Linked DNA regions of Rattus norvegicus: region 1 is linked to region 2. The links are chromatin contacts, called in public Hi-C maps. All regions are on one chromosome and are shown on one strand. Each heading gives the region's core, a stretch centred on a gene start, on an enhancer-like site or on the middle of the called end of the contact. The rest is flanking DNA. Distances are from core to core; before and after follow the strand shown.

Region 1 (4,253 bases), core at 1,117-3,616, 120 kb before region 2:
CTGTCTCTCTTTTATTTTTTTCTCATCCCTCTATTTTCTTTGACTCAGAAAAGGTGTCTTTATTCAGTTTCATTGTTTATAGCTTGATAGTACTGCATCAGAACAAAATTCCAATAGGATATTTGCTCAGAGTCCTTTCTCTAACCAGGTATGGGTCAGGTCGGGAATGCTGTTTAACAACAGGTCTGCTTTCTTTGCATTCCAGTTTGCAAAGAGTATGGGATGAGCAAGTGAAGAAGCTGCTCTTCAGGCTTCAGATCAGCAGCTCAGCCGTGCTCAGCTCACCCTGCATCTGCCTGGGATTATTTTACCTCTGCAAAGGGACAAAGAGGAAAACCCTACTTCTCATAGGCTAGCTGTCCCCAGCCACCAGGCACACATAGCTCTTTGGTTCCAAATTGAAACATTCCAAAAGCTGAAGACACAGCTATGTTAACAAAAGTGAAGAGAGAAACACAACCTGGAAAACTGGGAAGTTCCTTGAGCTGAGATGAGGTGAAAGGCGCTGGAGCCGCCTGCAATGTCAGTTTAGCAAGATTTCTGACCCACGATTTCTGGATTCAAGGTGACCTTAATTGATAATTCCCTTGCACGCCTTATCTCTTTTAAACACGTGGCTGGATATCCTGCTAATGGTATCATTATGTTTAAGGACAAGTTTTTGGTTTTTGTTTTAAAAAGAAAACAATATATCTTCTTTTGAACTGACTTTTATAGCAGCCAGCAACTTCTACTTGCAACATTGTATGTTCTGAAGGGAGGTTGCTGTTGAAATAATTAGTCATCACAAATATGCCATGGGGATTTGACTATGTGCCTGTGATACTAAATTAAAACACAAAGCAAAACAACAGCAATCCAGTTTCCCTCCTAATCTTCAGTACTGTCTTTCTAACGAATTCGTTTTATCCATACAGGATTGTCCTGCAACAGGACAGATGAAGTACTATAATAATGCTATGGAGCATTAGTGTTCAATGCAAAGCACATCCTTGAACAAAGTAACCAATCACACATAACAGGAATGTAAGAGGGACAACGGAGCTCCCAAAGCCTAGTGGAGTATACAAACACATGGCCATTCAGAGTTCATATCAACTTACAAGTCTATGCTGTTGCTTGGCTTCTTTCTAACCATACAACTCCCTCCCACTTAGCTATTTTCTCCTAATTGGGATCTCATGGAGAAGTGATGAGCCAGGCCAAAGAGAAGCCCTTCTGATTTCTCACTTGTCTGATTCATTGATTCCCTCCTGAGGTTAGACTTTAAACATTGAGTTTCTCTTTAAACATTGTCAGTTCTGCTTGTCTTACTCAGAAGTTCTGTGGGTTTCGTTCAGACCTAGAAAATGCTAAGGCACCAATGACATATGTAGGTAAAAGACTTTATAATTTCAATACTCTGGAGGACATACTATGGCATATGATATATGCTTTACCATGTCATGTCTTCTTACATAGTCCATATTGAACACATATTGTATGTGTGTATTACAGTGTGTTAATTTGTTATATATAGCATTTATATAGAGTGTGTATACACTACACTACACACACACACACACACACACACACACACACACGCACGTACACACACACGCACTCACACAGACACACACAAAGCATGAAGAAACTTAGAGTGGAAAGTGGAAAGGGAATACTTTATATTCCAAAAAAACTACCTGGGTTCAGAGCCTATCGTGACATCTACCAAGAAGTTATTTCTCTCTGTTTTCGCATTTGGAAATTGTGATCCTCTATGCCAACAAGAAAGTTTACACTTAGAGATAAGCTATTATACATTCAAATGCATATGTATTTAATATAATTTAAAATAGCAATTAACTAACGTTCAGAAGCAAGACAGGTGCCCTCTCTCTTACTGGGCTATTTCCCTTACATAGAGGCCCTTGTCTCAGGGCCACACTGCAGCATTTCCTGCCTCAAATGAGGGCAAATATCGTGAGGGTGAAAATATGTTTGTAACTTTCTGAAACATTGTTGCATTGTTTCGGAAGCTACCAGGACTCTTCAGTCAGTGGAGAACTGCTTTACGCCCAAAGAACCTCAGCCTCTACCCTCTCCAGTACATCGAATAAGATCGTTCCTGAAATGTGTACAATTTAAAGGTTACTTTGTAGAAGCTTTTAAACAGTCTTGTCAGATTTGGGCAAAATTAACTTAAATTCATTTTATTTCCTTGACAATTAAGCCATTGAGTCATATGCCCCTGAGAAACAACTCTCAACCCCCTCCATCCATATTTTTAGCAACGCTTACATAACCGAGTTCATCCCCTAATCCACTCATTCCGCTCGTTTGAAGCTAACTAAACTTGAGCGCCTGTCCAGGACAGAGTTTGAATTGCAAATCACATTTCCATGGATTTCTCATGTCAGTCCACATGTCTGCTCCATCTGCACGGGCTCAAACAGGGGCTTGGCATCTGAAGCTCAGCGTGCCGGAGCTGGCAGTACAGGACATGTGAAGCTCACCACAACAGCAGCAAAGTGCAGGCAAATTATAATCAGGCAAAGCGTGTCATTCTCTTAAAACCATGATGATCTGCTTTAAAAATAGTTATCCTAAAGGTCATCTGTTACATACGATGGACAGAAGCACCGGAAGTACTTGACGCACGACTCAAGCAGTACCTTCTCATGCCCAACAACTGGTGCTGCTGAGTAGACCGATTTTGTGAGAAATGCAGCTTAAGAGTGATTCAGCGTTCTGTCCCTGGGACAAAAGACCCTACACAAGTAGCTCTAAGAAAAGAGGTTTATTTTGGCTTCTGAATTCAGAGGTTCCAATTGATGATTGCTGGGTTCTTGGATACAACAATATATGTTTACTGTAACCTTTGTTAGTGAAGATCTGTTCACTGTGTGGCAGTTGAGTAACAAGAAAACAAACAAAAAACAGGAAGGTGTTGGTTTCCAAGAGTCACAAGGGTCCAAGGGCTCCATACATTTTCTTTTACATTCATTCATTCATTCTACATCCTGGTCAAAGCCCCTTCCCTCCCCTCCTCCCACTCTTACCTTTACTCCAGCTATAAGTGGGTGTCTGGAGCCCATCTCCTTTCCATGTTGAAGCCGATTACCCACTTTCATTCTCCTCAGCAGGTCTAGATGCACCCTCTCCCACTGAAGCCCAACTAGGCAGTCCAAATATTGGAACTGGATCCAATGGCAGGCGGCAGTTAAGGAAAGACCCCGCTGCACATCTGCTTGCTACAGATGTGCAGGGAAACCTAGATCCAGCCCAAGCATGCTCTTTGGTTGGTGGTTCAGTTTCTGTGAGACCCTGCCCCCAGGGCCCAGGTGGGTTGACTGTGTAGGTCTTTTGGTATCGTTGCCCCCTCTTGGTCCCTCCAAACTTCCCCTGCCCTTCCATCAGACTCCCGAGTTCCTTCTGATGTTTGGCTGTGGATCTCTGCATCTGTTTCCTTCAGCTGCTCGTTGAAGGACTTTGTATCTCCATCTGTCAGAGGAGGGTGGTCTGGACTTTAGCACCTCAGCCTCTGAGGAAACTTTTCAAATCTCAACTTCATTGAACCCCAAGATTAAGGACAGCAATAACTCCTTAAGTTTTCACACTGTAGCTCATTTGTCCTACAGGATACAAGTTGTCTCAGCTTTGCATTTTTTCCTTAGTCTATTTCAATATAAAAGGAAATAAAGGTAACAGCAAAATCACCCCTTTTCTGATAAAAGTAATACTAACATAATGGGGTGAGGGTTGGTTATGCAATTAGCCTGAGAAAAGCACCCTACCTGAAAAACTAAAGTGAGTTCCACAATAAAGAAACATTTACAGCTCAGTGGTAGAGTTCATATATTTAATTTGAAAGAAAAAAATTTACTCAAAAAATTCTTCCACCCAAGTTATATTTTAAGTTTCATACATATATACTATGTATCTTGGTCATATCCACCTCCCATTATACCATACCCTTCACCATGCATTCTCTCTCCTTCTGAACCTTATATCCCTTTTTTTTACAGCCCATTAAATGCTTCCCATATGTGCATGTGTATGTGTAGGGAGGGGCAGTCATCCAATGGGGCATAGGAAACCTACCAATTCCTACTGTCCCTCAGAGAAAAGTGACACTACTTCCCTCAGTTCCCCTCAGCTGCCATTAGTTCCTCAGCTATGAGTGGGTGTCTGGAGCCCATCTCCTTTCCATGTTGAAATTGTTAACTCTCCATCTTATGGAAGTCTTGTGCAGGAACTGCAGCTGTAGAGTT
Region 2 (3,653 bases), core at 966-3,465:
TAAGATGCTGTCCTTTCCCAGGATAGCATCTTGTAGCATGATTACAGCTGAACGAGTTTTATTAGGGTCATGTGTAGGCCACTGTATGCTTGGAGTAGTAGGATAAGTAGTGTAATTCTATACTTTTCACCGAAAGGAAAACCTTGTCAGATTTGCTTCCTCAATAGCTTAGTTTAAAAGATGCGCCCATATCATAATTTGGTTCACATATCTTTTCCACCTCTGTGCACTGGACGGGAAACAGTGAGTTATTAGCAAAGTGTTTCTTACTACTAGATTAGGAAGCTTAATTGCCAGAGGCACTGGAAGTGTTTAGGCAGCCTTAAAGCTGAGCGATGCGTGCACCAGAACACACAGTTTTGCCCACATTAAGGGAAACCTCCTGAACCTGCTCCTTTAGGGAGGTCTGTTTGCACAAGACTATTCTGATTTTTGCCTCAAAGTTAAATGACTCTTGAAGAGCTGTTTTTGAAACAAAGTGGTTTGGAATTCAGCAAGGGTGCAATTATTTAGGTGGAGGGGTTGTAAAAAGTGACACAGTTTTATACTCTTCTCAAGTTAGAGCCACTCGAAAGGTCCATAATTATAACTATGGCATTCAAGACCGATTTCCTAGAAGTGTCACTAGGAAAAGTAAAGTTTCTAGTTCATGTGTTCGATATCATGCTGACGTGCCAAGCTTCGATGGTGCGGTGCTATGCAGGAGTAAGGACAGGAGACCACTGTTTCTATTTCATACTCTTTATTGCCAAGAGTTCAAAATGGTCAACATAAAAAAAAAGACATCTTGATAATAAATACTGCTCTTGGGGCTGTAATAAATAAAAAGTTTATTAACAAGGAATGCACTTTTCCAGCCACAAGTGTATTCAAAAATAACCAAAAAAAAAAAATATGTATGGCCATAGTTCACAGTTAAGCAGCCAAACAAAAGCTGCTCTGATTGTAGCCTTTCAACAGCGAGGGAGCTTCCTCCCTTCTCCCTCCCCTTCAGGAAGTTTATTCACAGTTCCAAGTCTTCCAACTGAAAACACTCTCCACAGAGAGAACTTCAGAGTCAATGCGTCTGTCTGCAAAATTGTCCGATAAACTTTGTAAAGACAGGTATCTCAAGGAAAACTGTACTTGGCTCCACACTTAAGATTGCCCAAAGTCAACTGTCCACCTTAGGCTGGTCTGGTTCCAGCAGTCCAGCAGGCCACAGACGACTCGTATTCGTACCAGCACCTGTCCGATTTCTCTAGCATGCTCCGTTATCCCTCCACTGGCTTCCCTGTTGATCTCACAGTGGAAAAGAGCCCCCACGAGGTCCGCTCTAAAAGAGGTTTTTCAGTTACATCTCTGCAAGAGCATGTTCAGGGCGTATTCCATTCGATGTTTCAATTCTAGCGAACAGCCAGACATCAACAGGGTCGTCAGTCTGAAAGTTGTAGATATCCTGTCTTCGTTGATGTATGTGAGAAGGTATTCTTCATTTTGGTTACAGATAATTATCTTTGTATGATCGTGGTAGAAATTCACCTTTAAAAACATAGACATAGACATTAGAGCTTGCTAAATAAGAAGTAATAAAGGTTCTGCCAAGAAAGTAAAGTGGCTAGGTAGAAAAAGATTTCGGGACCTAGACATGTAGGTCCACAGAAGGCTTGGTTACCTGAAATGTGCCGTCATTGAAGAGCATCATTAAGGCTTTATCAGACTTTAACCACTGAAGGAGGTAGAGCCGAGGTCTTCGAATGTCAGTAACACTAGGGAGATCGCCACCCTGGAAGAAGTCAGGAGAGGGTTAATGCCTCAAACTTAAGCCTCAGAACGGCCTCAAGCCTCAAGATTCCTGACCTTGCCTCAAAGAGTTTCTGACTCTGCACTGCAATCTAAGGTAAGGCATGAGAATCTAAATAAAATCAACTCCGAAGGGATGCAGATGCTACTAGTTCTAGACTGCTTCCCACCTCTCTACTGAGTCATGGTACTTACATCCATGAGGTTCTCCTCCATGTAGTGGGAAAAGTATTTCAGCACCGTCACTTGACTAATAAATTGTTCGGGGGCATCTGTTGCTGGGAAAACAGAGCATTGGCCAAGTTCCGCATAATAGTGAACTGTCCTAGAAATCGGGAGGGAGAGAAAAGAAAGATTAGAAGCAATTCATCACTGTTTCCAGATTTCCTTCGCACAACAGCAGAGAACTGGTAGGCTGGGCTAATCGGACACACTTACTTTTTGTCTGGAAGGAGGCTCATGTGAGCGCCGTTGTTGAAAAGGACTCCAACAGTGTGGTCTGAGAGCTGGTATCCAAAGCCGTATTTGTTGGAGTAGTCGACCCATTTGGTGACCCACTGAAAGGACGTGCTCAACTGCTCTTTGGGAATACAGTCAGCTTCAGGCATGTTTTCTAGACACCCTCGAAGGACTCTTGCCACTGTGTCTGCAACACTTCCCATGGTGCTATCCTCAAGGCCTACAAAGTCACAGAAACGGAAATGACAACATTGTTTATAACATTATACCCCAGGATCAGGAAATGCTGTTTCCCTCCACTAATTTGAATGGCAGAGAAATAGAAATCATGGTTACTCAATGTCTTTCCTCTAATTCTATAATTTTATTTCTATGTTAAATTAGATTACGGAATTGACTCGGGTTACTCAGCCCTAGTTTATGGTTTATTTAAAGTATGGTTCTGAGCACTTACATTCACTGCTGCTGCTGCAGCTGCCCAGCGTCCCTCTAACTATCATCCGGATTGCATCTCCAATCTGCTGTTTGTTTTCCACTGCGGATGTCCCAGATTTGGCAAAGGTAGTTGGAGGAGGCTGGAGCTCCTTGAAGGGAAGAGAAGAGCCATACAGTGAGTCAAGGGGCTAGGTCTATCTATATTTGAAATTTCAGGTTCACCTAAAATTATAATAATTACTGGGAAAGCTTATCAAAGAGCAATGGATATAAGCCAGAGAAGTCAGCTGCGGTATCCTGACTTAGAAGCATTGCCTCAGCCCTAATAAACACCAAAATGCTGGCTGTCCAAGACTGGAAATGACCGTTTCATTCTGAGCCTCCCCAACATACCTCATCTGTTCTGTGTTTGCTGGGTTGCTGGGTTATCGATGTTTTCTTCAAATCATGCCGAAGCTTGTAGATGTCTTCATCTTCCTTAGACACTTTATCTGTAAGTCAAGGGAAAGAATCGGGCATGTTAATTTATCTCAACAAGGGTGGAACAGAGTTAGGGCTATGTCACCAGTGGCCTCAGCTGCACCTATGCAGGCAGCACACGTCAGTGTTTACATAAACGAAAGCTATCAATTAATTCTGTTGTATAGTTACTTGGCTATTAGTGTCTCGGAGGTCAGCAGTACACAAATATGATGGAGAAATTACCCTAAAGGTAAAGTCTCCACTCAGTCACATCAGACTTAAGGGTGATCTAGGGTATGGAAAAGGAGGAGGGGGTCTGGAAACTTACTGTGTGTGTCATTATATCTTGCTTTGTCCTTTTTGCCACCAAAAAGAGCGGCAGCAGCTTTCTTAAAGAAATTCTTAGCTGGGCTTGACAAGTGGAAGTCTGGAACTGTGTGGCAACAGCTAGAAGAGAGTCTGTCTGGAGTGAAGCCCTGTGGAACCAGAAGAGACAGTCAGAAACCTCTCCAGCA

What was found. A called contact is a pair of places that touch in the nucleus more often than the background predicts.
Region 1: a Hi-C map of frontal cortex shows a contact between it and region 2, with 1.8 times the contacts expected there. The contact joins two enhancer-like sites. A contact is called at or near these places in 2 of 12 Hi-C or Micro-C datasets (frontal cortex and mammary epithelial cells).

The regions. Positions count from the first base shown.
Region 1 is chr2:43,822,459-43,826,711 of GRCr8, reverse strand. No RefSeq gene overlaps it. Among named protein-coding and RNA genes, the nearest start is that of Plk2, 120 kb to the right of the region's middle. Within about 2 kb of position 2,366, at least 11 of the 93 cell types and tissues checked have an H3K27ac peak or open chromatin away from gene starts, as enhancers often do.
Region 2 is chr2:43,705,378-43,709,030 of GRCr8, reverse strand. It overlaps Plk2 (polo-like kinase 2), which reads right to left. Exons shown (of 14, transcript NM_031821.2): 8 at 3,467-3,614; 9 at 3,070-3,167; 10 at 2,696-2,825; 11 at 2,221-2,461; 12 at 1,978-2,107; 13 at 1,655-1,765; 14 at 726-1,521. The coding sequence ends at 1,330. Among named protein-coding and RNA genes, the nearest start is that of Plk2, 4.7 kb to the right of the region's middle. Within about 2 kb of position 2,215, at least 4 of the 93 cell types and tissues checked have an H3K27ac peak or open chromatin away from gene starts, as enhancers often do.